5 separate regions of the Mus musculus genome follow, and all the other regions are linked to region 4. A link is a contact called in public HiChIP or PLAC-seq and promoter capture Hi-C data. All regions are on one chromosome and are shown on one strand. Each heading gives the region's core, a stretch centred on a gene start, on an enhancer-like site or on the middle of the called end of the contact. The rest is flanking DNA. Distances are from core to core; before and after follow the strand shown.

Region 1 (4,788 bases), core at 318-2,817, 580 kb before region 4:
CCAAGTATAGGGTCCTTTCTCCTGAGCTATGCCTGGTCACCCAAATCAGGTCGGGACATCCCTGGTCCTGACTCATATTAGTCTCTTCAATCCCCGATGGTACTCAGAGACCCTCTACCCCTCAAGTCACAAAGCCCCTGGTTCCCATGTCCATATTGGGACTTCACAGTGAGTACCTCTGAGGAAAACACCCACTGAGGTCACTTCCTTGCTGGTTTCTACCTAGGCCAGGGAGGAAGGAGCAGAGAGCTTAACGAGCAGCCAGAAGCTTAACCAGTGGCTGGAGGGAGGTCTGGTTAGTTCCAGCCAAGTTCTCAGGGCAAGATTGACCATTCTCTGAGTGGGGCCCTCCTTCCCACAGCTGGAGCTGACACAGCCGAGAGCTGCAAGCTGGGCTGAGGACTCAGCCTGGTCAGACGGTAGCCATCAAGGAGTGACCTTATCGATGCTACAACAAATGGAACCCAGAGCCTCCTGGATGATGTCCTGAACTTGGGGAACAGGAAGGAGTGTCCTGTATTTGGAGCACCAGATCTATGCAGGCACCTTGAGGATTCCTAGCCACTCAGACAGCTCACTTTTCTGAGTCAGCCACCAACAGTCCCGCCCAGCAGATGGGCAGATTGAAGCCCGGGGAGGTGACCTGGGCCCTGCCTGAAGCTCCAGTCTCTCTGAACGTCAGGGAAAGGAGCCTGTTCTGCTCAAGGCCCCCAGTACCAGCATCTACTGTCTACTGAGCTCACAACACCTGCAAGGCCCAGCCTCACCCACAGCAGCTGGGCACACAGCTCCTACATGGCCTTGCTCCTACCGGGTTTGCTTTGGGTGTGACCAGTGTTAGGGGAGGGCTGTGGACCCTGAAGCTCCCTCACTTTTTTTTTTCTTCTTGTTGCTAGGGATGGAACCTGTTGCTTTGTGGATTCTTGGTAACTACGTTGTTATTGAGCTACCCCTGGCTTTCTCACTTCCCTTTCAGACAGTGGTCATCATTTGGAGCAGGGACACAGGCTCATCGTGTTCAGGAGGAGGAGCCTGGGTTCAGCGCCCCCTCATCCTGGGTCCTTTTTACAGACTTGGGTTCCAGCCTGACTAAGGAAAATATCACCAGGGCAGAATTTCCTGGTATCCTGACGCCACCCGGTACCCAGATCCAGCGGTTTTGCTACAGCGTAGAGCAGATGAGACTAACCAGGAGGAGAATTCTGGTGTAGGCACTCCAGCAGATTGGGTTGGGTAGACAAGAAAGAGGGGTGCCCTCGCTGCCCTTGTGCTTTTGGTGGCACAGCGCTCTCTGGTGGCGATATGTGGTATCACTCTCCTTTGTTGGCGACCACTAGGTGGCGGTTTTCAAGGCCTAAGGCTGACTTGAGCTGTCTAGATTTTCCTCTTCTATCTTCCCCTCTGACTCTTGCACCGGGATTCCCACCTGCAGTGTAACCTCTGACAGTGCACCGGGGGCTGGGGGGTGAGGAGCGGGGAGGGATAAAACAAAGCCCTCTGCAGACAGAAGCAGAGGCTTCAGTGGCCCACAGCCTTGCCTGTCAGCTGACCACTTCCATTCTTTCTGATAATGGAGCTCTGTGTGTTTGGGAATCGCTGTGACAAAGCTCCCTTTGTCTCCGTGGACTTGTTTGTAAGAACAAAGTTGCTTAGTGTTCACACCATTTAAACACAAAAGTGGGCTCATAATTGGGACAGAGTCTCTCCCAACCATAGCACACGCACGCACACATCTCAAGCATAAAGTTTATCAAATTAGTACAAAATTCTGCGGCAAAAGCTGAGTAGAGATGCAAAGCGAAGCGGGACCCCAGTTTGCTGCTGTGCTGCCCACGTGCTCCCCTTTCGTGACAAGAACTCAAGAGAAACAGTTTAACCGGACTTGATCTCAACGTCAGAGGTTTCAACTCGGGGTCTCCAGCCCTACTGTTTTTATGCCTCTCTGTGGAGAGGCAGAACACAAAGCAGGAAGGGTGCCGTGGGAGAAAGCCACTCCCATCATGGCACCCAGGAAGCAGAGAGACAGGAAGGAGCCAGGGTCAGGAGAGACCTTAAGGGCAAGCCTTCATGGCAACCCCTTTCTTCTGACCATGCCCCACCCTTCCACAATCCAACTCTTCCCAACAGACAAGTAACAATTTGAGTCCCTCGATGGATCAAGCCACAGATTTCCCCTAACATCTGGTTCTCTCTGCAAACACCCTCACAGGCAGACCAGGGGTGTGTTTTACTAATACAGATGTCTTTTTTATCGGAAGTTTTAATCCCAGCACTCTGGAGGAAGAGGCAGGGAGATTTTTGTGTGAGTTTGAGGGTCTATGTAGTGAAGTTTCAGTTCACCTAGGGTAACAGGAAGAGATCCTGTCTGAAAATCTGGGGGAAGGGAATGAGCAGGGGGAAGGAGAGGGAGGGAGGGGGAGAGAAGACAGAATGGAATGGAACCATCTGTGGTTTGCTTACTGGGATAGGCATGGAGGGGTGGGTGGCAGATGTCCTCTGCAACTTGACTTGAAAGGTATTGCAAAGCAAGATGGCTCTGGGGCGGGTTGCTTGTGGGCAGGGCAGATGGGGCAGATCCAGGTCACTGGTGTTTATAAGAGAAGGTGGGTAGGCATATCCACTGTGCAAGTCTTTCAACTTCGCTGTGTTTGAAATTTTTCCTGATAAAATGATGTGGGAAAAGTCACAAGAAGGTGAATACTACAGAGGTCTCAGAGGCTGGTCCTATTGTCTGGCCCAGGCCAACCTGTCCCCGGCTTTTACAAGTGTGAGATCCCCTGGAGGGCAGGAGAAGGCCTGAGTGCTTGGCCTATGAAGCTGGAGGTTGATTCTTAGGATTTGAAGCCCATTCCTGTTGGTTTAGAATTCAGACTCGGACTGTCTTGCCTGCCTTTGGAACCCTTTCCCCTCGCTAGGCTGCCTTGTCTGGCCTCAGTGGGAGAGGGTGTGCTTAGTCCTGGAGAGATTTGATGTGCCAGGGTGGGTTGCAGGGAGAGGGGCCCCCATCCTCTGAGGAGAAGGGGAGGTGGGAGAAGTGGGATGGGAGGGTGGGACTGGGAGGAGAGGAGGGAGGGGTTGTGGAAATCAAAAGAAAAAAAAAAAGAAGAATTTAGAAGCAAAACTATTCCTTATGAATACCCAGAAAATGCAGGGACAACCAAGGAGATGGAGACAGAAAGAGACAGGCCCTGGGTTTACGTACCACTAAAATTAGTTTGGGTCATGTAGCCTTCCCCAGCCTGAAGCAGGCTGATGCAGACCTTGTCGCCACTGAGGTGGGGCCATGTGTGGTGCAGCTTTCGGACTTGGTTGGCTCTTTTTGAAGTGACAACTGCCCTGCTCTTCTGCTACCTGCCGAGAGGGGCTGAACCTGTCTTCCTGAGACATTCCTGAATAAGCAACAGCCTGGCGACCAAGTGCTGACAGCATGGCTACAAAGCACCAAGGATGGACTGGCAGGGGTGTAGAGTGTGTGGGGGTGTGTGGGGGTAGTGGGTGTGCATGGGCCTTCCCCCTTTTAAGCACAGTCTCTTAGTAAACTCGCAGGCCTTCCTTGATCAGAGAAAAATTTGTCTTGGCCTCATCATTCTTTTCTCGCTGTCTAGTTTCTCTTTCAGCCGCAGCCTGCCTTCCAGGAATTCATGTAGGCCACAGGCCGGCCTCCTACTACAGGGTCATATTTCCTTTCTTTTCTCTGCCTCTTTAATGATCATGTCCTTTCATGTTGTTGTTTGGACACAGGCACACAAGTTCACTGTGGTGCTGTGGGCCGAACCCAGGGCTTCAGACCTGCTAGGTAAGCACTCTATGGCCGGGCTATTCCTATTCCTGCTGTCCAATGATTGGTTTTGAGACAAGGCTTTTTTGTGTAGCCCTGGCTGTTTTCTAGACCATGTGTCACCGCTGCCTGGCCCATTATATTTTGAATAACTATTTTTATTTTATGAATAAATGTTTGATTGTTTTGTTTGTGTTTATATATGCACCATGTCTGTGCAGTACACATAGAGGCCAGAAGGGGGTGTCATATCCCATGAAACTGGAGTTACAGATGGTTGTGAGCTGTCATGTGGGGTACTGGGAATTGAACTCATGTCCTCTGAAGTAGCAGCCAGTGTTCTTAACTGCTGGGCCATCCTTCCCATCCCTGAGTTTATGATTTTTTTTTTAAAGATTTATTTATTTATTATATGTAAGTACACTGTAGCTGTCTTCAGACACTCCAGAAGAGGGCGTCAGATCTCGTTACGGATGGTTGTGAGCCACCATGTGGTTGCTGGGATTTGAACTTCGGACCTTCGGAAGAGCAGTCGGGTGCTCTTACCCACTGAGCCATCTCACCAGCCCGAGTTTATGATTTTTGAGAAGCGGTGCCCTCGTTACACTTCAGTGTGGCAGTGTGATGTGGCATTTTCTCTGTGAGCCGGAGAGGCTCAGATGTCTCTCCTGTGCTGGTGCGTCCACCCCCCTGCGCTGCCTGTGTGCCAAGCTCTCAGTGCCCACCTCTTAAGCCATCCACTCCCTTGACGACTTAGAATGTAGACCTATAGGTGGTGGTTTGCTCCTTATTCTGGGGACACGGAAGCAGACTCAGCTGGCCTTCAAGGGCAGAGGGTCAAGTGTAGTCTCCACCCATGTCTTTGACCATGTTGCCAAGTACATTGGAAGTTGAACATTTTTCTCTTTTAATATTTTTCATTAAAATTTCATAAGATGTATTCTGATCATAATCTCCCCACACTCCTGTCTCTGACCCACCCCATCCTCAACATCATGTCCTATTTTATC
Region 2 (4,948 bases), core at 823-3,322, 800 kb after region 4:
CTGACAATACCCCAGAAAGTCCTTCCTCATTCACACTGATTCTAAGGGATCCTAGCAAAAGTGTTTAGAGAGAAATCTCAGACACAGGGAGAGCAAGCATCCGTTCCTAGATCCCAGGTAAATGAAGGACTTTCTTCAAAGCACCAGCAAGAGCAGCAGAAACAGACTGCTGCTACTGCCTGTTTCCAACGGAATGTCTCTGCAGCCTCCTCACTGAGGCCATCTTATTAATTCCAAAAAGAATGGATAGCATCCAAAAAAAAAAAAATTGGTTTTCTTTTCCCTCACAGAAAAATTCACATGAATGTCTTGTTTAAAAAATGCTGGAATTCTCCCTGGCCAGATTTTTGATTCCCCGACTTCTGCATTGTGACAGCTGGAACAGATGGTGTCTGGGTGAGACACCTTACATCTTAAACCTTGTCCCTGATAAGGTCTGATTTCAAACAGTGAGGCTGGACCCCAAGGTCTGCCAGGATGTATCACCAGACCCTACACACAGGGTTTTCTGACTCCTGTGATAAATTTCCCAGTTTTCAATTTGCTCTGGCCAAAGAATTTTCACCTTCAGACTAGTTCTTAATATATAAGATGTCACAATATGGCGAAAAGGGAAACATTTCCTCTCCTTTAAGTAAAGGATGGCTGTACACTATTTTGCTAAACACCCTACAATGATGCAGTATTTTCAACAGGCCATTTTCCAAGATCTGAAAAACACCAGAAGGTTTTAAGAGCTGACTGAGGGTTCCCCTGAACAATTTCTACATATAAGCATTTTACACACAATACAAAACAGCATTTCTAAAGATTTCACTTGTGTATCTAGTCACAGAAATGCTACCAAAAAAAAAAAAATTATGGCTCCTCTTCAGTTGTATGCTGTGAATGTAAATTAAGATGACAATACAACACTCGATAAACCCTTTAAGACTCCACAAAAAAAGAGCATACTTACAAATGTGTGTACGTAACACACACACACACCCTTCTATTTCATTCTCAAAACTGAGTCAAAGCTCAGTACAAAAGCCGTGAAAATAAAATCAGTTCCTTCAACCGATCATTAATCTGAATGCTTCTTCGATTTCAGAGCACGTCCACAACACTTCACCCATTTGCATGTTGTTGCCGTTTTAAATTAAAGGTAAAGAATTGTCCACGCAGAATTCTCTCTAAAGGTCTAATCCTGATACCCGGGTCCCCAACCGGTGGTGATGACAGTGTAGAAACGTGGCGAAACGTACATGAGCCATAGCCTGGCGCCTCCAAAACCTGCAAGCCCCGCGGCAAGGATCGTTTTAATGGCTCGCCCGTGGGGAGCCCACTCTGACCTTTGGTGTTAATCGAAGGTGGAAGGTGTGCATTCGGCCCCAGCTGGATCCCAGAACCGCCTGCCTTCCAGCCTCTCTGCAGCTCTCCGACTATGAATCAGTCATTCATCTGCAGAGCAATGACTCAGTATAAACTTTTAAATAATGGCTCAAAAACCCACCTCCACCAGCCAGGGCGAGCACGCTCATCTATGCGGGCACCCTGTCTCCGCCGCTCCGCACCGCGCCAAAGCCCCGGGCCTCGGAGATGCTGACGGCTCGGCACCCCTCGGGGCGGGCACCCAGGGCTCGAGGCCTGCCTGCCCCGTCTGCCCGGAGCGCCGGCGCCTCGGGCCCGGAGCTGGCCGCACACACAAAGTTTCCAAAGTTGGGGCGGCGGGCGGGCCGCACCGCAGACGGTGAGGCGGCCGGGCCTGGCAGCGAAGGACCCGCCGGGCCCGGGGCCGCCGCCGGGATGGAGCCGCCCGCCGCCCCGCCGCCCGCCGCCCCCGGCCCGCGACCTTACCCCGAGGCCCGCCCGTTCGGCCGGCTCAGGGGCGCCGCGCGCATCCTCCGCCGCCTTCTGCAGCGTCCAGCTCCCCGGGCAGCCCCATGTCGGGGGGCGGGGAAGGGCCGGCGGCCGCCGCCGCCGCCGCCGGCTGGAAAGTCCCTGCTGGGCTGCAACCCGGCTCGCGCACGCGGCGGCCGCCGGCCGCGCCGCCTCACGCACCCTCGCGCTGGCACTTCCTCTCGCGCGCTGGAAATCCCCGCGGGCCGCCTGGGCGCGCGCCCCAGCGCGCCCGCCCCCGCCGCCCGCGCGCGCCTCCCCGCCCCCCCCCTCATCCCCTTCGGCTGGCGCGCGCCCGCGCCCGTTGCTAGGGACCCTCGGCCCCGCGCTCGCCGCCGGCCTTAGCAACGGCGGCGCGCGCCCCAGGCCCTCAGGGCCCTGGCCCCTCCGCGCGCGCGCGCGCGCCCTCGCGCCCCGCCCGCGTCCCGGTCTTTCCGGGTCAAAAAGCCAGTCGAGCGGAGGGGAAGCAAGGAAGGTTCCTCGCCTTGCCACCTCGACGGGCGGCCCAACAGTCTCGCCTACTCGGGCACTCAGGTCCTTGCACCTGTAGAAGACACTCACTCGCGGGCGCCCATTGACACGCGTGCAGAGTTCGTTCCTAGTGTCTCCTGTCCAAGAACACACATCTTCACCGACAGAGTTCACAGGCAGGCGGGCAGGTCTCACAGTCCACATTAGCACACAGCCATGCCACCCTCACACATGCCCCTCGTATGCTCACAGGCGGGTCTGGTACCATCTGACCCAGCTCTAGGGGTTTAGCAGAGTCCTCCTCGGCTCCCTACATACCCACCCGAAGTGGATCTGCCCTGTGTGGACAGGGTGGCCAATTTGTCCTGGGTACTTCTCTAAGCCAGGGACACCCATTTCTCCAGCAGCTTCATCTTGCTGTCTCATGGTCACAGGGCCCCACCAGATGTCCCTACTGCCATGGCAAGATGGGAGCAAATGGGGGTCTATCCTTACAAAGTTCAGACACTTGAGCAAAGAGGCCATGATTGTTTCCAAGTCATCTGGAAGCTCACACATCCCTTCTCAATAAAGTTTGTCGGATCCTAGGCTGGAACGGAGACCAGTGTGACCAGGCTGCGCAGGAAGTCCAGCATCTTCTGTCCAGCTTACCTCATGGAATGTTCTAGAAGCCTGGATAGTCTGACAGGACATCTCTGAATGCAGTAGCCCAACAGGTGCCTGTTCGAGAGCCCACATAGGCCTTGCTAGCCAGGCTCAGCTAGGCCAGTGGCGCCCTCATCTGGGCCACAGGCCACAGTTCTGAGTTCAGAGTCAGGTCAGATCCAGGGTTCCCCAAGGCAACAGTGCTAGAACGACAGTCCCATCTATGAGGACCCTGGAGCTCACTATTAGCCCCTTTCCCCTCGTGGGTGTCTTTAATGGCCCGGAATGCTCAGAGTGCCCCTGCCTTCTTTAACCGTGTTCTCAGACCTCTACTGTTCGACCCCAGCCCTGTCCAGGGCACCTTTCTCACACGCCTTTCACGGCACAAGGAAAACTGCCCAAATCCAGAAAGGCTTCCTTCTCTAGGCTGCACTATTTGGACTCTTTTCAAATAAGCCACCAGGCAGAAGGTACAAAGACCTGTGCGTGGGGCTTCCTATGGCTGCGTGGCTCCTTTTATTCTCTGCCAAAGCACTAGTAAGCCTTCTTCAGAATGAGTGGGTAGAGTCCAGCCGCGTGGAGCTCTCTACGGGTGAGACCAGCTGCTGCTCCCCCACCCCGAGCCCTTCTTCTCCCATTTAGCAGCTCCAGACCCCCTGTTTTGGGGAAACACAGAGGGCAGCATAAAGAAGTTTGCCCCATCAGAGCCAGGGCTTTGGGGGCGGGTTTCTGGCCACCGCAGCGCCAGTTGCTGGGCAGAAGTGATGAGCAGTACGGAGAACCAATCAGAGGGCTCTGCTCTGGGCATTTCAAAAGCAAAGCTGGCTGTTCCCTATGGCAACGCTGAACAACACGCCGACACTGTTTCTGGACAAAGAAATTTCTCTCAGGAATTTATGTGGCCTCTCATGCTCAGTTTGCTGCATTTTAGGATGCATGCAGGTCTCGTGATGACTCACCGAAATGCAACTGTCCAGAAAGCCGCTCCCATCTGTTGTGCTAAGAGGAAAAGTATTCGTCGCATGGTGTCGGGGGCTTCAGGCCTGTGAACAGGTGTCATCAGGCCCCTCCCAGTGCCTCAAATGACAGCTCCAGGAGCAGAAGCCACCTGCCCCTGCAGGGCAGATGTGTGCTGAAGTGAGCTGACATTTCGCTCACTAAAACATTAAATACTAGCAAAGGAGAGACACACAGCAAAATTATAGTTTCAGTAAGACTTCTCAGCAAGTAGCTTTCAAACCTGTTGAATATGTGATACACACCCACATATTCATCAATACTTAATCCCAAACATGTAATGTGCTCTGATTATTCTGGTCTACTTGTTAATGTTTAAATGATTTTAGTTACTTATGTATCCAGTGTGTGTGTGTGTGTGTGTGTGTGTGTGTGTGTACACTGTGCATATGGGAACACACATCATGATTAAGTGTGGCGGTCAGAGGACAAAAGTCAGTTACCTCCCTCTGCCTTGTGGGTCACTGGGATCAAACTCAGATTGCCCGGCTTCACAGCAAGCATCCACACCTACTGAGCCAGCTTGCTGGCCCTATCTAGCTATTAATTTTAATACAGGGTTCCACTATGTAGACCAAGAGAGCCTCAAACTTGAAATTCTCACCTTCCCAAATGCTAGGATTACAGGCAAATTCCACTGCTCCCTAGCAAGCTTGGGTCTCTCTGGAGTTCTCTCTCTCTCTCTCTCTCTCTCTCTCTCTCTCTCTGTCTTCTGTAACCAAGGCTGGCCTCACGCTCACTATGTAGCTTCTATTACTTATTTTTATTATACTTTTAGTTATTTTTATTTGAGGTGGGGCACACTTGTGGAAGTTAAAGAACAATTCACAAGAGTCTATCCTTTTCTTCTACCATGTAAGACCTGGCAATCAAATTCAAGTCAAAAGGATCGGAATCGAGTGCCTTCACCACTAAGCCAGCTCAGCTCCCAATT
Region 3 (5,141 bases), core at 1,245-3,744, 650 kb before region 4:
CTGGCAGGGCTGGGCAGAGTCAGAGCCCAGGGTAGTGGAGACCAGCAACAAGTGTCTGTGGACATGGAAAAGTGTGGAAGCCAGATCTGGAGGATGGCTCCATTGGCTCAAAGGGTTAGGTGGTAGGACAGCTCACCCTCCAGAAGCCCAAGGAACGGGTAGCCTAGCTGGCTATACAGCATTTTTAGGTAGCGAACTTACTGGGGGAGAGGGGGGACACTTGATTTGCATTCTTGTGTTTGCCAGCCCTTTGGCACGGCTTTGGGCTTGGCCTCTGGAGCCTTCATTTGGTTCGTGCACCCATTCAAAGCCAGAGGCAACTTACCTAGCCCCCCACCCTGCCAGCCTCTGATCACACAGGGCTGGCCATAGGCACATAAGATCAGGGAAGATATGGGAGGCCACAGGCAAGCAAAGAGGTCCCCGCCAAGGGGAAGGACAAGTGCAGGAAACCAGAGTAGTCACCAAGTGCTTGCAATGACTCAGGGGCTGGGCACTCAGGGAAAGGACTGGAGTTGATTTCCAGAGGGCTTGATGGAAGGCTGACTCTTCTGCCTTGTCCATGAAGTGGGGGGAAAGAGGACAGGTCTCTTGGCTTATGATAAAGGCTTCAAGGGACTCAAAGGAACAGTTAGTTTGGTTCTTCAACTTTTCTGAGCCTCAGTTTCCCAACCTGTAGAGGAGCTCTGTGGGAGGCTCCTGACTTGCTAGTTCACGAGAGACTGGAAGAGAAACATGTCTCTATTCTCATATTCCTCAGGGGAACACCTGTTTGGGTCTGCTGGGGAGGTCAGGTGGTGGGAGAGATAGCCCCTCTGAGTGGGTGACTGTGACCCTGTGCTGATCCTTGAATGTCCTGTCAAGAAATGGGGATCTGGATCTGTCATGGTGACTTGGGCATAGAGCAGGGATAGCTCATCTTCACCCAGAACTGTGTCCGCAGAAGGAGACGGAGCCTGGGACCATCGAGGCTCACCCCTGACAGTGCTGACCAAACCCAGCAAGTTGTGTGGAAAGACTGTAGGCGCCACAGGAGCAAACGGCTCTGAGGAAGGGTGGGGGCTTTGGTGCTGGGTCGCTGGAGAGCAGGACTCCAGACCGCTGGGAGTAAATCCCAGTTACATACACATAGCTGGACAATGCATGCAAGGTGTAGGGCTTAGGAGGCCCAAGGTCTGTCCTTAGGACCTAGAGACTTCAAGGGAGAGGGGTGAACAGGGTGAGAGAGCAGGGTAGCTCCTCATTCTTAAGAGAGTTTCCAGAAATCCTCATCCCCAGCTGGGCAAATGTGGCCCAGGGAACCAAGCTATGCCTCCGGAGGCCTCCTAGGAGTCCTCGGGAACTCAGCAAGAAAGCCACAGAACCAGGGAGACAGAACTCCAGCAGGTGTTCCCACCTTCATTTGGGTCAGCAGCCATAAGTGTGGCTCCAAACCCAGTATCACAGAGTATCTTCCCTCAAACCGAGCCCTCTGTGCTGAGGATGGCACCGCAGAGGCAGTGTGGCTGTTAGCTGCAGCTCAACACCACAGAGACTTAAGGAGAGCAGGCAGCTAGCCCTAGGAGAGTACCCACCCGCTGTCCAGAGTCAGTCAGAACAAATGTGGGTGCTCAGAGCACTTTGCAGCTGGCCAAGGGCACAAAGACTGTCTCTGGCCTTCTCTGAGCACTACCAGCCACCGGGTCACACCCTGCCCGGGAAATCTGTGACTCCTCCTTTCTCCATGTCAGCCAGACCCCTTTGAACTCTGCTTTAGGCTCCTGACCCTGCGTTCCTCTAGGTTAGAAACCTATCTTCATCCTGTCTCTGCCTGGCTGACTCGCCGAGGACACCCCCCTTCTCAGAAAGCAGCTCTCACCCTTTGCTGCATCTTAGGGTACCTCGACCCACCCCGTTGGGGCTTTCCCCACTGGAGGGCCCACCATCACCGCCCTGGAACGCCCTACCCCTGAGGATCCCATGTCCTCAACTCAGCGACTTATATTTTTAGCTCGGGCTCCTGCCATTGCCCTGGGGAGGAGGTGGGTGGGTGGTGGGAGGCCAAGAGCTTTGTGTGAGAGGGTGTGTGTGGGAAGGAGGACTTAGGCAGTGGGGAAGGTACTCCTGGGAGGGAGGAATCCAAAAGGCTGTGACCCACTCAGGGCACAGGAGGAAGGGGTTCGTCCGGATCCCGGGGAAGGGGAGAGGCTCGCTGGGCAGGTTAGGGAGGGACTCGGCGCCTGGCCCGCACCTGGCAGCGACTGACGATGTCGGCGTCCGTGGCCAGCAGGTCCACCACCTTGCCTTTGCCCTCGTCCCCCCACTGCGCGCCCAGCACCACGGTCACGCGGGAGCCTGTCGCCGCCGCCTCCTGCTGCAGCCGCCCCCTCTTGACTCCGCCTGTGCCGGGGGGCCGGTCGTTGGAGGCTCGGGTCCCGGACATGCTGGCTTAGCTCCTCTGCTGCTCTGGGCCAAGCGAGAGCCCGCCGCCGCCAGAGCTCTCGCTCCATTAAATGCGGACGCCTAGAGAGGGGGGCGGGCCGGGGGCGGGTCCTGCGCACGCGGTGACGCACCTCGGTGACCTGCGGCCACAGCTCCCTGTCCCTGCCGCTGTCGCTGCAGATGGCGCGCACTTAGGGTGCTAGACGCCCCGACACGACTTGGGCAAGCAGATGACTCAGAACACCCTAGGACGTGAGAGGTGCCAGTGCTGCACGACCCGGACTCTACCCCTGCCCACTGGCCTGCTAGGACTAGGGTTTGGGGTTGCACAAACAGCGGAGGAGGCTGCTTTTTCCGGGGCAAGAGAGCGGTTAACAAAAGCAGAACCACAGATGTTTCTTTGCCGTTAATCTGGAGGATCTGCCTGCGGGATCACCTGTTTTCCCGTCTTGAACCTCGAGTCCAGGACCAGGAACGGTTCTCCTGAGAGCCGCCCAGAAAGTCACCTTAACTAAGACGATCTCTCTCCACCAGGCCACATAGTCACCCCTGCTGGCCCAGGATATGCAGCTCTTGGGTGGCTGTAGCTAGCTACTAGCCCAGCGCCAAGTGTAAGATGAAGTACCCACATCCGCTCGGGGTCAGAGCAACTTGAGGGACACAGGAGCAGAGGAGGATTCAACTTTCCAAGAGACCTCGGGGTCGATGGTTTCTGCCACTCAGTCCAGACTGGAAACAGGGACAAGGGAAAGTCCTGAGGCTGGGAGGCCTGTGTGGCATGCTCCCCCCAGCCCCCCACTGGTGCGTGTCCTTCCAGGGTGTGCTAACTGACCCCTGGGACAGGTTCACAGAGCAGTCAGGCTCCTAGTTGTCCTGGGGGCAGTTCGCAGGACTGTCACAAGACCAGTGAGACTAGACACACCCTCTGGGGGACTGACACCCCCCCTCCCCCAGCTTGGGGAAGAGAGGCTATTCCCAGTCAGCCTCAGCCACACTGCTGCTACCCTCCCTGGCTGTGCAGGTCATGGTGGTCTGTGTCTTCTGTTTCACATAGGGACATAGACACTCTCTTCAGTTGCTATGGCTGAAGCAGTCAGGGCCTCGGATCTGGACACTACTTCTTAGAAGAGCCTTACAGTCTTTGTGTGCAGATTACAATATCCTTCTCTACCTCACTCAGTGCCACAGTGGGGAGGGGGCAAGCGAGTAGACGTGGCATCTAGAGTTAGTGGTTCAGGCCAAGATCTCCTGAGCAGTGGCTGGGACAGGCAGAAATCCCTGATAAGGTCTTTCAGGAAGGTGTGCTCAGAAGGCAAAGCAGGCAGAGAAGGCTGATGCAGGAACGGAGACAAGGGGTAAACAGGAGAATATGGGGGGGGTTGTCACAGGAGGAAGGGTAGGGGGCACAGCAGCTTCTGAGGACTGAGGGAGGAGAGAGGCTGGCAGAATGTTACACAGGTCAATGAACTTTTTCTCCAGGTGAGAAAGATTATGCTTTAAGAATGCCAGTGTTGAATGTCACTTTGGTCAGGTCACTTTAATGCTTGCCCTTGTCCCCTTGGGAGGTGTTGCTGCAAGCCTGAAAGGAATCCTGGCTCCCTTTCCTGGGGGGAACCAGGGGTTCTTGGTGAGAGGTATTTAGGGTTCAGAGGGACCTACTATGGGGGCTTAGACGGGTCCTGGGCACTGAGGCTTCTAAGCCTGAGACTATAAATAGCCAAGGGCCCACATAGAACGGGGAGGGCTTTTCTAAAAACAGCTTCACTCAGGCTCAACAGCTGGGACCCTGCCAGTCACAAGGCTCAGCCGGAATTAGCACCCCCACCCCCTCAGTGAGCCCAGCCCGGGATGGTGGGCAGTGTAGCAGCTGCTAAGTTTGGGGGGAGTCTGGCTTTGCAGCTGTGTGACCTCAGACAAGTGACTTCTGCTAAGCTTTGCATAGGCTTAGAGGGAGGGCACGCAGGCACAGCGCCACCTATGGTTCCCTCTGGGTTATCAAGAGACACCGCCACACAGACAATGCACATGATCTGGCACCCATGAGCCTTTGCAAGGAGGTTCCAGGGGCTTCATAGCTGCCACTGGGCTGGGTTTTCCCAGGTCTGTTAGCCACGAGGCCGACTTCCAGAAAGCAATGGGGAGGAAGGCTGGGGAGGCAGTGCTCTCCGTCCTCCCCAGGCAGGTGAAGTGCTGACCTTGCAGGTTTGCCTGATGAGATAGGTAGGCATTCCACCCCAGGTGCAGACCGTTCACAACTCAATACCTGGGAACTCCAGAGTGTGAAGATGGAGCTGACAGAGCTAGGCTGCAGAAGCAATCGCCCAAGGAACCAGCAAGACTGTTTATAGTAAAAGGCACTTGCCACCCTTCCACTGGGTCCACACAGAAGGAGAGGACAATTCTCAGAAGTTGTCCTCTGATCCCCACATGAATGCGGTGGCAAACACACTCCCGCACCAGTAGTTAAAAAAAATTAAAAGTATCCCTGGTGGGAATAAGGTAGCAGCTTTGGGAAAGTCTTTTAAAAAGTTATAGTTACTCCCAGCCTGCAGCCCAGGTTAGGTGTGTACGGCAGAGATATAAATGGTTCACACCAGGCCTATCCCGCCCTTAGCACCATTCACACACCCTCAGATGGAGTCCCCCACACAGAAGCTGTTGAATGGGAAAAAGGAACTCACTCCAGCCGGTGACACACTGTGACTCAGCCGTGAGCTGCG
Region 4 (4,952 bases), core at 2,083-4,582:
TCTGAAGAAGTCTTGATCAGCGACTGTCTGAGGGACTACACAGATCAGATTGGCTTGTGGCCATGTCCGTCAGAGAAAGTCTTGATAAGTGATGTGTGAGTCCACTGTGGGAGGCACTATTCCTAGGCAGGTAGAGCTGAGCATCCCTTTTCCATGGTTCCTGCTTCTGCTCCTGCCTGGAGTCCCTGGCTTGACTTCCCTCAGTGATAGATTCTGACTTTTAAGTGTTGAGTTTAACCCTTTCCCCTCCAAATTCCATTAATCAGAATATTTTTTTGCAGGGACAGAATTCAAAGTAAGACAGTATTGATAACTTAAACTAGCAATTAAAAACTCACTTGATGTCAGGCATTATTGTTTTATGAAAAATCACTGTATTTTCCAAGAGCCTCGTGTGTAAGAGAAACACTTAAAATTTTATATTTCATATAAATTTTTTCATAAATTACAATTTTATATTTTTACTTACAGGTATGTATGGGTGTATGGTACGTGTGAGTGCAGTGCCCATAGGGGCCAGGAGAGGACAATAGATCCCTCCTGGAGCTGGAGATAAGGGCAGCTGTGAACTGCCTAACATGGGTGCTGGGAACCATACTCTGGTACTCTGGTAGAACAACCGCTGCTCTTAACTGCTGAGTCATCTCTCCAGTCCCAGAGTGACACTTAGAAATCTTCACCAGTCCCTTAGTGTCTAACTGAATAGAAGACAACATCTTTTCTGTCTCTGTGTTAACACTATATGACATCACAAGTCCCACAGCCTCTGGAAAATTCCATTGTGCACATGAGAGAATTCTAGCAAGAAAAGGCAAATGTTACTATTGTGGTGAAAAGTTTTGGTCCTCAGAGGCCTTAGAAATCACTAAGCCTGCAGATGCTCTGTTAGTAATTATTCCTTTATTCTCAACTTGTTCAAAACTGTACTTCACCTTTACTAAATGCTAATTTTCCTATAAGGAGAATCCTGAGGAACAGTCATTTAACATCATCATTAGGTGTTAGGGTTTTGTTGTTTGGCAGTGCTGGGTCTGGAACCCAGGACCCTCACACACGCTAAGCAAGCGCCCTTCCACTGATCTGCAGCCCCAGCCCTCAGCTCTAGTTTTGTCACGTGACTTCCAGACTTTCATTTCTCTGTCTGCTTGATTCCACTAAGATGTTTTGGAGCCTTTTTGTTTTTGTTTTTGTTTTTTTTTAATATTCCTTTTACAAAATTCTCAGTCAGCTATTAGCTCTTCAAATATTTCTACCCTATTCCTCATTGATTTCTTAGACCCAGTTAGCTGTATGATGGAGGGTAAAGCTCAGTTGTAGAGTTTATATCTTGTTCTAGGTACCCACCTATGGTTTCAGCACCATGAGAGGAAAAAGCTGGATAAAGTGGCCCACTCTTGTAATTCTAGCACTAGAGACTGAGGCAGGAGAATTGTCATGAGTTTGAAGCCATACTTAGACACAGGCAAAACACGTATGCATAAAATAATAGTGATTTTAAACTAAAGCAATAAAGTGGTGTTATCAAGACAGTTCAGTGGGTAAAGATGCCTGACAGCTTCGCTCCCCGGACCTCCACATGGGCCCCATGGCACTGGGGATTGTTCCCCACTCTCATCCACGTAATAATATTTGTTAAGGGAAAAAAAAGTAAAGAGAAAAGGAGGGAGGAGGAAAGCGCTAGCTGCTCTGGGCCGAGGGGACTGGGCTCCTTCTGTGTGTGCGACACCTTTGTCTTCCCTTGCTTGTCTGGGTTCCTGACTAGCTCTTCTGTGTTCTGCTTGGGTAATGGCTATACATGCCTAATTTGTTTTAACCCAATAGGTGGCTTTCTTTTGTTCAGTTTCTGTTCAGATGTCAGTCATTTCTTAAACAGAAGTCTGAGGCTGAAGAGATGCCTTAGTGACTCAGGGCATTTGTTGCTCTTCCAAAGGACCCAGGTTCAAATCCCAGCACCAGTGTGATAGAACACAAACATCCATAATGCTGGTTACAGGGTATCCAATGCCTTCTAACTTCTGAGAGCGAACAGGCACATACTTGGTACACAGACATAGATGTGAGCAAAACACTCATACACATAAAAAAAAAAACTTAAAAAAAAACTAAAAAAAAAAGCAATAACAATTTTTGTTCATTTGTTTTGGTTTTGTTTTCTAAAAACCAAACCAGGGTTTCAGGATGCTCTTAAAACCCTAATCATCTTCCTCTACTGTCCAAGTGCTAGGATTATATCACGACACACCCAGCTAGCATGCTTATTTAAAACATAAAACCTTAGGTCCAGTCCCTAGCGTTCCTGCAGAAGTCTCTGCAACGCTTTACAACAATTTTAATGATAATTACTATGCACAGCATGGCTGCTTAATCAAATATTAGAGCAAAAATTTTTGTAGCAATACAGGGGGAAATGGCAAGAAATGCCAAAAGCCTGGCATAGTGGTGCAGGCCTTTAATCCAAGAAGACAGGAGGCAGAGGCAGGCAAATCCCTGAGTGTGAGGCCAGCCTGGGCTACATAACAAGTTACAGAAAGACCTATCTCAAAAAAAAAAAAAATTCAAGTAAAGAGGGTTTCCCCTTGTCACTGTTGCTTTATTTCCTTTGCTCTTATTGTTTGTTGGAGGGGAGAGGGGAGGAGGAGGGAGTGTGAGAGTCTCACTAAGTAGCCCAGGCTATCAAACTCAATAGACCCACAGCCCCACGCTCCACCCTCCACCCTGTGCCTCTGCCCCTTAAACGCTGGGATGAAAGACCCGAGCCACTATGTCTGGCCTTTGGTCTGATTGGTTGTTTTTGTTTTTGTTTTTTCTTTTTTTTTAGACAGGTTCTCACTGTGTAGCTCTGGCTGTCCTGGAACTCACTAAAAAAAATAGACTAGGCTTGAACTCTCAGCGATCTTCCTGCCTCTGCCTCCTGAGTGCTGGGACTAAAGGTATGCACCAACACACGCGAATTTTGGTTTAGGTTTTCAGGCTGGCCTGAAAGTCACATTTATCCTGCTGCTTCTGCCTCCTGAGGGCTAGGATTAAAGCCATAAACCATGTAAAAGGGGCTTTATTTACTTATTTACTTAAGGACAATTTGTCCGGATTATCTACTGTCCTGGTTTCAGCACTGAAAGTCCTCTGTTCCTGGAAACCCACAAACCCTGGGAAATCTGGTCAGTTTTATGACACCTAGAAACACAGTAGGCTTCTCCCAGCTCCTCCTGGTTTGGACTAATCCCTTCCGAAGCTTGTAACACCCGGGCGACCACTGGGGGCGCTGTGGTGCGCAGGCGCGGAAGGCCGGGCAGCCGGCGTCTGGTGTCTCCGCTCCTTCCGCTTTCCCAGCAGGCCCTGCGCGGCGCCTGCGTGCTCTGTGACCTTTCCCATTCTGTAGCAGAATTTGGTGTTGCCTGTGGTCTTGGTCCCGCGGAGGTAAGAGCGGAACCTGGGCTTTTTGCTGTGTTCCCAACCCGGGGGACTAAGGAGGGTCCGGGACCGGGTGCGGTGGGGCCCAGGTAGATCGCGGGCGAAGGACTCTGCGATACACGCTGACCTTGGGTCAGCCCCTGCGCCGCCTACTACAGGGAGGGTCCACCGGGTTCCCCGCGACTGTGACGGAGAGAGTGCCCGGCTGAGTCATCCAGACTGCGGGGGTGTCCGGGGTCAGTCCTCCAGATCCCCAAGAGTCCCCCAAGAGTGTCCGGGACTCCATCACGCCGAGGGCAGGGATGTGCACGGCGTTCAGTCCTCCACACTGCGAAGGTGTTTCTGGAGTTAGTCTTCCTGATTGTATGAGGGGAGGGGTGGTTGTCAGTCCCTTGGACAGATAAGACTTTGCTCAGACATCAATTTCTATGCGAAAGAGGGATTACTCCTCAAGACTTGGAGGGCCAGGGGCCCTAGTATCATCCTCACAGAAGTTGTCCAGGAGCTAGATTCTAGTGGAGGTCCACTCAGCATGGACTGTGTCCTTGTGCTGACACTTGGATGAACCTGTGTAACTATAGGCTCTGGCAAAGGGGCATGCCACCATCAACTGTGAGCATCTTGTTACCTACTCAAGTTACTCAGGGAGGGATGCAGCTAAAAATCCGTGCCAAGAAACATCACTTCAAAGCCAGTGCCTTCTTTCCATTATTCCACAGGTTTCTTCCAAGTTAGGTTTTGGCAAGGCCGATGTTTGAAAATGTATGAAACCACATTATAAACCTCAGACATGTTCCCCTCTTTACAGTGTGCTGCCAGGTAATAGCTTGCTGTTACTGTCACTTTCACAAACTCTGCAGGCATAGGCAGTCTCAGTAGACAGCCATTTGACCTTCGAGTAGGATGATCTTTTATTGAATCTGGTATTGTAAAACTAACAACTGGGAAATATGGTTAGCCAGAGAAACTTAGGTGGGAAGAGTAGAGGCCACACTGAGTACAGGGAACATGTCACTTGTGTAGTCAAATACAACCAAACTGACCAAAATGGAAGTCCAGGAGCAAGAGACAAAGGGGTGGGGGTGGGGTGTAAATGTACTGGATAGCAGGCCTTCACTGTGTCGGGACTCATGGCAGTTTAGAATAAGGACACAGTGCCAGGATGCCTCGATGCTGAGGAGAACACCAAGACCACTGAAGTCCCTCCACATCCTCTGTTTACCTTTTCCTTCCAGACCCTCCTGTGACACCACATTCTTTTTCAGGGTGTGGGAGGTCAAGACAAGTTTTCTCTGTGCCCTGACCATCCTGGAACTCCGTTTGTAGATAAACCAGGCTGGCCTTGAATTGAGAAAGATCCCCCTGCCTCTACCTTCCAAATGCTAGGATTAAAGTCAATCGCTGATATCATACCAGTCTTGATACAGCTCAACACTTCTGCACAGCCTATGAGATGAAACCTCTTTAAGTACTTTCTTAGAATCCCAGTGGCCTGGGACTTGCTGCTTTCTATTGGGTTTTTGTAGCAATTCCTTGCTATT
Region 5 (4,992 bases), core at 2,068-4,567, 860 kb before region 4:
TTAGGGTTTCATTGCTGTGAAGAGACACCATGACCGAGTCAACTCTTATAAAGGAAATCTTTAATTGGGGCTGGCTTACAGTTTCAGAGGTGTAGTCCATTATCATCGTGGCAGGAAGCATGGCAGAGTGCAGGGAGACTTGGTGCTGAAGGTTCTTATAATTCTACATCTTGATCTGAAGGCCGCCAGGGGGGGACTGGAATCCCACACTGGGCCGGGCTTAAGCACAGAAGTTTCCAAAGCCAACCCCCACAGTTGCAAACCTTCTTTAACAAGGCCACACCTCCTAATAGTGCCACTCCCTGTGGGCCAAGCATTCAAACACATGAGTCTATGGGAATCAACCCTATTCAAACCACCACACCGCCAATAGTACAGCTGTTAAGATGTTCATGTAGGACTCTTTGAACAGCACACACACACCTTTGGGTGTGCACTCCCTCCCTAGGACCCCTGAAACCTTTCTGCAGCGAGCATACATTAAGATGGGCAGAGCTCCTCAGGCTTCGGTATGGACATTTGCAAGCACCTGAGATCCTGCTCTTCCTCTGTAGTCTGCATCCCCGTGAGAGGAAAGCCAAATCTCTCACAGAGCCTAGAAATCCTTCTGAGAGCTGGCTGTGGCGAGCTCTTGAAGCAGCAGGGCCTTTCCAGCCATGCTCTCTGTGAGGCCCTACCAAATGCAGACTCCTCTCTTGCCCTGATGTCATTTAGGTGTCAGGTCAACTAAGGTTTCTGTGACGGCTACTCCTGGTTGTCACCTTGATTACATCTGGAATGAACTACAATCCAGAAACGGAGGACACACCTGTGATCCAGATCTTGAGGCTGAAGACACAGACTTCTGACCTGGATCTTGACATGGCATGCATCTTAGTTAGGGATTTACTGCTGTGAACAGACACTATGACCAAGGCAACTCTTATAAGGACATTTAATTGGGGCTGGCTTACAAGTTCAGAGGTTCAATCCATTATCATTAAGGTGGGAGCATGGCAGCATCCAGGCAGGCATGGCGCAGGAGGAGCTGAGAGTTCTGAAGGCCGCTAGTGGAAAACTGACTTCCAGGCAGCTCAGATGAGGGTCTTATAGCCCAAACCCACAGTGACACACCCACTCCAACAGGGCCACATCTTCTGATAGTGCCACTCCCTGGGCCAAGCATATACAAACCATCACAGCATGACACTCTCTTTGGATTCAGATCTGGAGGCATAGTGGTCACAAGTAGCTTAGGCCCATGCAAGGTAGTACACACTTTTAATCCCAGGAGATGAAGGCAAGCACATCTCTGAGTTCAAGGACAGTCCGGGACAGAGCAAATTCCAAATCCAGGCATGGTGGTACACACCTCTGGGCCACGTCGGCTGGAGGACGATGTAAGGAAGTTGGAAGGAGGAAGGCTCACTCTCCCTCACCTGCTTGCACTTACTTGCCAGCACATCTGTTAGAATCTGCATATTCAGGATTCCAGCTTACACAGAAAACCAGATGAAACAACTACCCTCATGGACTTCCCATTCACAGATGCCCATTGTTGGGTTAGCTGGACTGCAAACAGTAAGTCATTACAATAAATTCCCTCAATGTAGAGAGGCAACCCATAAGTTCTGTGATTCTAGAGAACCTGACTAGTACAGTTTCCTTTGGATTCTTAGCCTTACTAATAAAATAATTTAAAACTGTTTCAGAAAGAAGGTCATAAACAATTTTATTAAACTTAGAGGGGAAAAAAAAAAGACAGGATAAACAAGCTGAAAAACCTGTGGCCTCCAAGAGGAGATGAGAAAACTGTCTTTTAAGTCGGGCAAGGAGGTAAAAAAAAAAAAAAAAAAAAAAAAAACCAGAAAGCACAGAACCTCAGGAAAACTGTGTCTCAGGGAAACTGTGCCTTAGGCTTTTAGCCAGTACCCAAAAAGGAGATGAAAGAAATGAAAATGGAGCTGAGGGGGTTCAGCAGGAGTTTAGCACCAAGCCTCGAACCTAAGATCCCTAGGACCCACATGTAAAAATAGCGTAGTCAGGAACCCCACTACACCCAAGGCTGCACCTGGCAACCAGAACCCAGTGACATCGCTCACTCAAGATAGTCAGACACAGTCCTAGTACCCCATATCTACTGGACAGTATGTAAGCAGAGACCAAGAACAATGCTCTGTCCTGCACATCTGGAGAGAAGCCACCCTGATTTGCCCTGCAGCTGGAGAGTCTCCCTAGGATCCTGAACCTTCCAGGATCAGAGACTTATGTTAGAGCCTGGACCTGACCTTCAGCTAAGATACCTAGACAGGTGAGCAGTGTTGGGGAGACAGGCTTAGGACCACATAGGAATTGAGAGTGTGAATGACCCTCAGCATAATGAAACATAACTTTTGTTACACTACTTGTTATACTAACTACACGTTAGCTTACTCAAGACACTCAGGGATTAAGAATACTTGCTGTTCTGACAAAGGACCTGATAAGGTTGTTAGCACCCACACTGAAGCCCACAATCACTTGTAGGCTCGAACATGAAATACAGTCATACATGCAGACAAAACAATGACACACACAGATAAGTAAATCCAAAAATAATAGTAATTCAAAAGAAAAACCATGCTAGTATCCAGGTCAAAGTTTGATGGCATGCCTTTCCATCAAATAAAGGGCAAGTATGCCCAGGAATGGGAATGCATTAGTGAGCTTAGGTGAACCACGAAGCCACAAAGACACGATGTGATGTGTATGCCGTATACTTTCTCTTATGGCACCGGTTTTTCTCTCGAACGCTCATTCATTAGAAGTCCCGGTCGGAAGGAGTTTCCAGTCTTTTCCAGCAAACGAGCTTGCTCCCTGTGCTAATGTGGCATCCCCACTGAACATTCTGCATCCACTCACCTTCCCACCTCACTCCATCCCCCAACCAACGCCGTCCGGACTTGGTGTCCTCGTTAAGATCTTGTGCACTACCAGGACCTTATATTTTAATTTTTCTCAGTTGGAACTCGAACCAGGACCTGTTCAGGGATGCCACCACCGAGCCTCGTTCAACCCTTCTATGTCTCAGAGAAGGTGTAGACATCGGCCATGCCCAGGGCTGGCATTAACCGCCCCGCTGTGAGTCAGGAGGGCCAGGATAACGAAGGAGACTCGGGCACCGGCGCGAGGGGGCGCGGCAAGCACCCTGGGGGCGGGGCCAGGCGCAAGGAGACCTGGGAACTGGGGCGGTGGCCAGGCGCGCGGAACCCTGGGAGCGGAGCGCGCGGAACCCTGGGAACGGGTCGAGCCGTCGACAAACAAGGGATCGGGGGCGGGGCGGGGCGCGGGGAGACTTGGGAACGGGGGCGGGGCGGCCCAGCGCGCGAGCCTAACGGCTGAGGCCGAAGCGCGGGAGACGCGGCCGGCGAGGCTCCGCCTTGCGTGGGTTTGAACAAAGCTCCACCCCGCACGCCACCAATCGGCGCTCGTGCGGCGGCGCCATGGCGACCCTTTGTGGGCGCTGACCGATCCGGGTGCCCGAAGGAGTGGCGGGGTCTGCCTTGCGGCGCCGGTAAGTGTGTAGCTGGTTTGCGCCTTCGAGCTTCTGCGGCATGGGCGGCGTCGGCGCAGAGCACCCCCGGGGCGGTCGGGCGGCCTCAGGGTCCTCGGGCTTCCTGCGCCGGCCGCCCTTCGGCGCTCACGACGCCGCGGCGTGTTGAGTGACACATACCGAGAGCCGGAGCGGCGGGTCTGAGCTGGCCGTCCCGCCCTCCGCCCACGCTCCCCTGCTTCCGCTCTCTCTTCCTCCCGTGGCCTTGCCTTTCTCCGCGGTCCCCTCTTCTTTGGTTCACCCCGCGTCGGTCTTCCACCTCACCTTTCGAGCTGGCCGCCGCTTGCTGTGCGCAGTTTCGGGGGACTGGACCTTCCCTGGCTTTTAGCAGCGCCGAGCCCCAACCGTCTGTCTGCTGGCCAGGGACCGATTCCCGATTCCGGGAGGGCTGGGTGGGCTCCGTGCAGCCGCCCGCCTGGTGAGTGTTGGCCTTGCGCTCTTTTCTTTGTTTCTTGGATTTTCATTCCCTTGAGAAGTGTCTTGTGTTGCCTGCCCTTCCCCTACTGCAGTAGACCCCACTTCCTTCCAAACTCATCATTTATGGCCTAGTAGGTACTGCCTGGCATCGGTGGAACTTGGCCGGAACCCGGGCTCTGTCTTTGCTAGCCTGTCCTGAGGCCAATTGTAACTAGAAAAAGCCTCCAGAAACCTTTTCTAAAGTTTTTCTCCCCTAGGTAGGGTCACCAGGGAAGGGACTTCTTCCAGCACTTGAAACAGACGTACAGCACCCGCGTATTTCCTCCTGGTGGCCTTTGTATCTGACATACGAGATGGCAGAGCTGAGCTGGACACTGATCTAAACGATTCTGGGAAACGTTTTCTGCAAGCATAGTCGTTTGTCTCATCAACCTAATGCATTCAGAAATCTCCCCATTTTAGAGGTGCTAGTCTTAAAAGGAAGGCAGGCAGGCAGGCATAAGAAAGCCCCACATCCTTCCAAGGGTCACTGATACAAAGTCTGAAGCAGACGTAGTGGGACAATAAACTCCATCAAAGGACCATCAAGTTCACTGGCCCCAGGATTTTTCCAACTAGTCCCTCGCCCCAGTTGCTCTTTGAGGAAGTATTTTAACACAGTTGTGATTTTCGTTTTGTTTTTGAGACAGGGTTTCCTGCAGGCCAGGTTGGCCTCAGACTCACAGTGCAACCAGAAACAACCTTACTCTCCTTCTCTCTGCTTCCCAAGTCTGCCACCATGCCCAACTTGGAAACCATTAACTTGTGGTTCTCCTTAAAAAAATCCAACATCCAGATGAATGCTTGCTTGCGGTTACAATCCAAGCCTGGGTTGTCATAGATCTGCACAGGTAAAACCAAGACTCTAGTGGATGGTCAGAGCCCAGGAAGCTGCTCCCACATGGTCACTGAGGTAGGACGGCTCCAAGATATGATGGTTGTGGAGTCCTGGGCCGTCTCTTTAC

The links. Promoter capture Hi-C pulls out the DNA fragments that hold promoters and counts their contacts. HiChIP or PLAC-seq counts read pairs in DNA pulled down with a chosen protein or histone mark.
Region 1: a contact with region 4 is called in an H3K4me3 HiChIP or PLAC-seq map of stem cell-derived neural progenitor cells, with 3 times the contacts expected there. The contact joins the enhancer-like site here to the promoter of Atp5mpl in region 4. A contact is called at or near these places in 8 of 39 promoter capture datasets (the C10 cell line, the HPC-7 cell line, cranial neural crest and 4 more), 2 of 484 Hi-C or Micro-C datasets (cortical neurons and embryonic stem cells) and 3 of 115 datasets of contacts at active chromatin or transcription factors (embryonic stem cells, large pre-B cells and stem cell-derived neural progenitor cells).
Region 2: a contact with region 4 is called in a promoter capture Hi-C map of pre-B cells, with 4 times the contacts expected there. The contact joins the promoter of Traf3 here to the promoter of Atp5mpl in region 4. A contact is called at or near these places in 1 of 39 promoter capture datasets (pre-B cells) and 1 of 115 datasets of contacts at active chromatin or transcription factors (pancreatic cancer cells).
Region 3: a contact with region 4 is called in a promoter capture Hi-C map of pre-B cells, with 4 times the contacts expected there. The contact joins the promoter of Adssl1 here to the promoter of Atp5mpl in region 4. A contact is called at or near these places in 12 of 39 promoter capture datasets (the 3T3-L1 cell line, the C10 cell line, the SN4741 cell line and 6 more), 1 of 484 Hi-C or Micro-C datasets (embryonic fibroblasts), 2 of 115 datasets of contacts at active chromatin or transcription factors (embryonic stem cells and pancreatic cancer cells) and 3 of 9 other capture datasets (adipose tissue, embryonic stem cells and macrophages).
Region 5: a contact with region 4 is called in a promoter capture Hi-C map of liver, with 2.1 times the contacts expected there. The contact joins the promoter of Cdca4 here to the promoter of Atp5mpl in region 4. A contact is called at or near these places in 2 of 39 promoter capture datasets (both in liver).

The regions. Positions count from the first base shown.
Region 1 is chr12:112,548,725-112,553,512 of GRCm38.p6, reverse strand. No RefSeq gene overlaps it. Among named protein-coding and RNA genes, the nearest start is that of Gm40584, 15 kb to the right of the region's middle. Within about 2 kb of position 1,567, at least 77 of the 459 cell types and tissues checked have an H3K27ac peak or open chromatin away from gene starts, as enhancers often do. A contact at or near this core is called in stem cell-derived neural progenitor cells, where this site is marked.
Region 2 is chr12:111,163,494-111,168,441 of GRCm38.p6, reverse strand. Traf3 (TNF receptor-associated factor 3) reads right to left here and starts at 2,072. Exons shown (of 12, transcript NM_011632.3): 1 at 1,840-2,072. The region is part of intron 2 of 4930595D18Rik (RIKEN cDNA 4930595D18 gene); the gene reads left to right.
Region 3 is chr12:112,617,400-112,622,540 of GRCm38.p6, reverse strand. It overlaps Adssl1 (adenylosuccinate synthetase like 1), which reads right to left and starts at 2,494. Exons shown (of 13, transcript NM_007421.2): 1 at 2,231-2,494. The coding sequence starts at 2,422.
Region 4 is chr12:111,965,389-111,970,340 of GRCm38.p6, reverse strand. It overlaps Atp5mpl (ATP synthase membrane subunit 6.8PL), which reads left to right and starts at 3,332. Exons shown (of 4, transcript NM_027360.3): 1 at 3,332-3,417.
Region 5 is chr12:112,827,846-112,832,837 of GRCm38.p6, reverse strand. Cdca4 (cell division cycle associated 4) reads left to right here and starts at 3,317. Exons shown (of 2, transcript NM_001359234.1): 1 at 3,317-3,532. It overlaps Gm52009 (apical junction component 1 homolog), which reads right to left and starts at 4,137. Exons shown (of 2, transcript XM_030247054.1): 1 at 4,128-4,137; 2 at 2,562-3,830. The coding sequence starts at 4,137. The coding sequence ends at 3,046.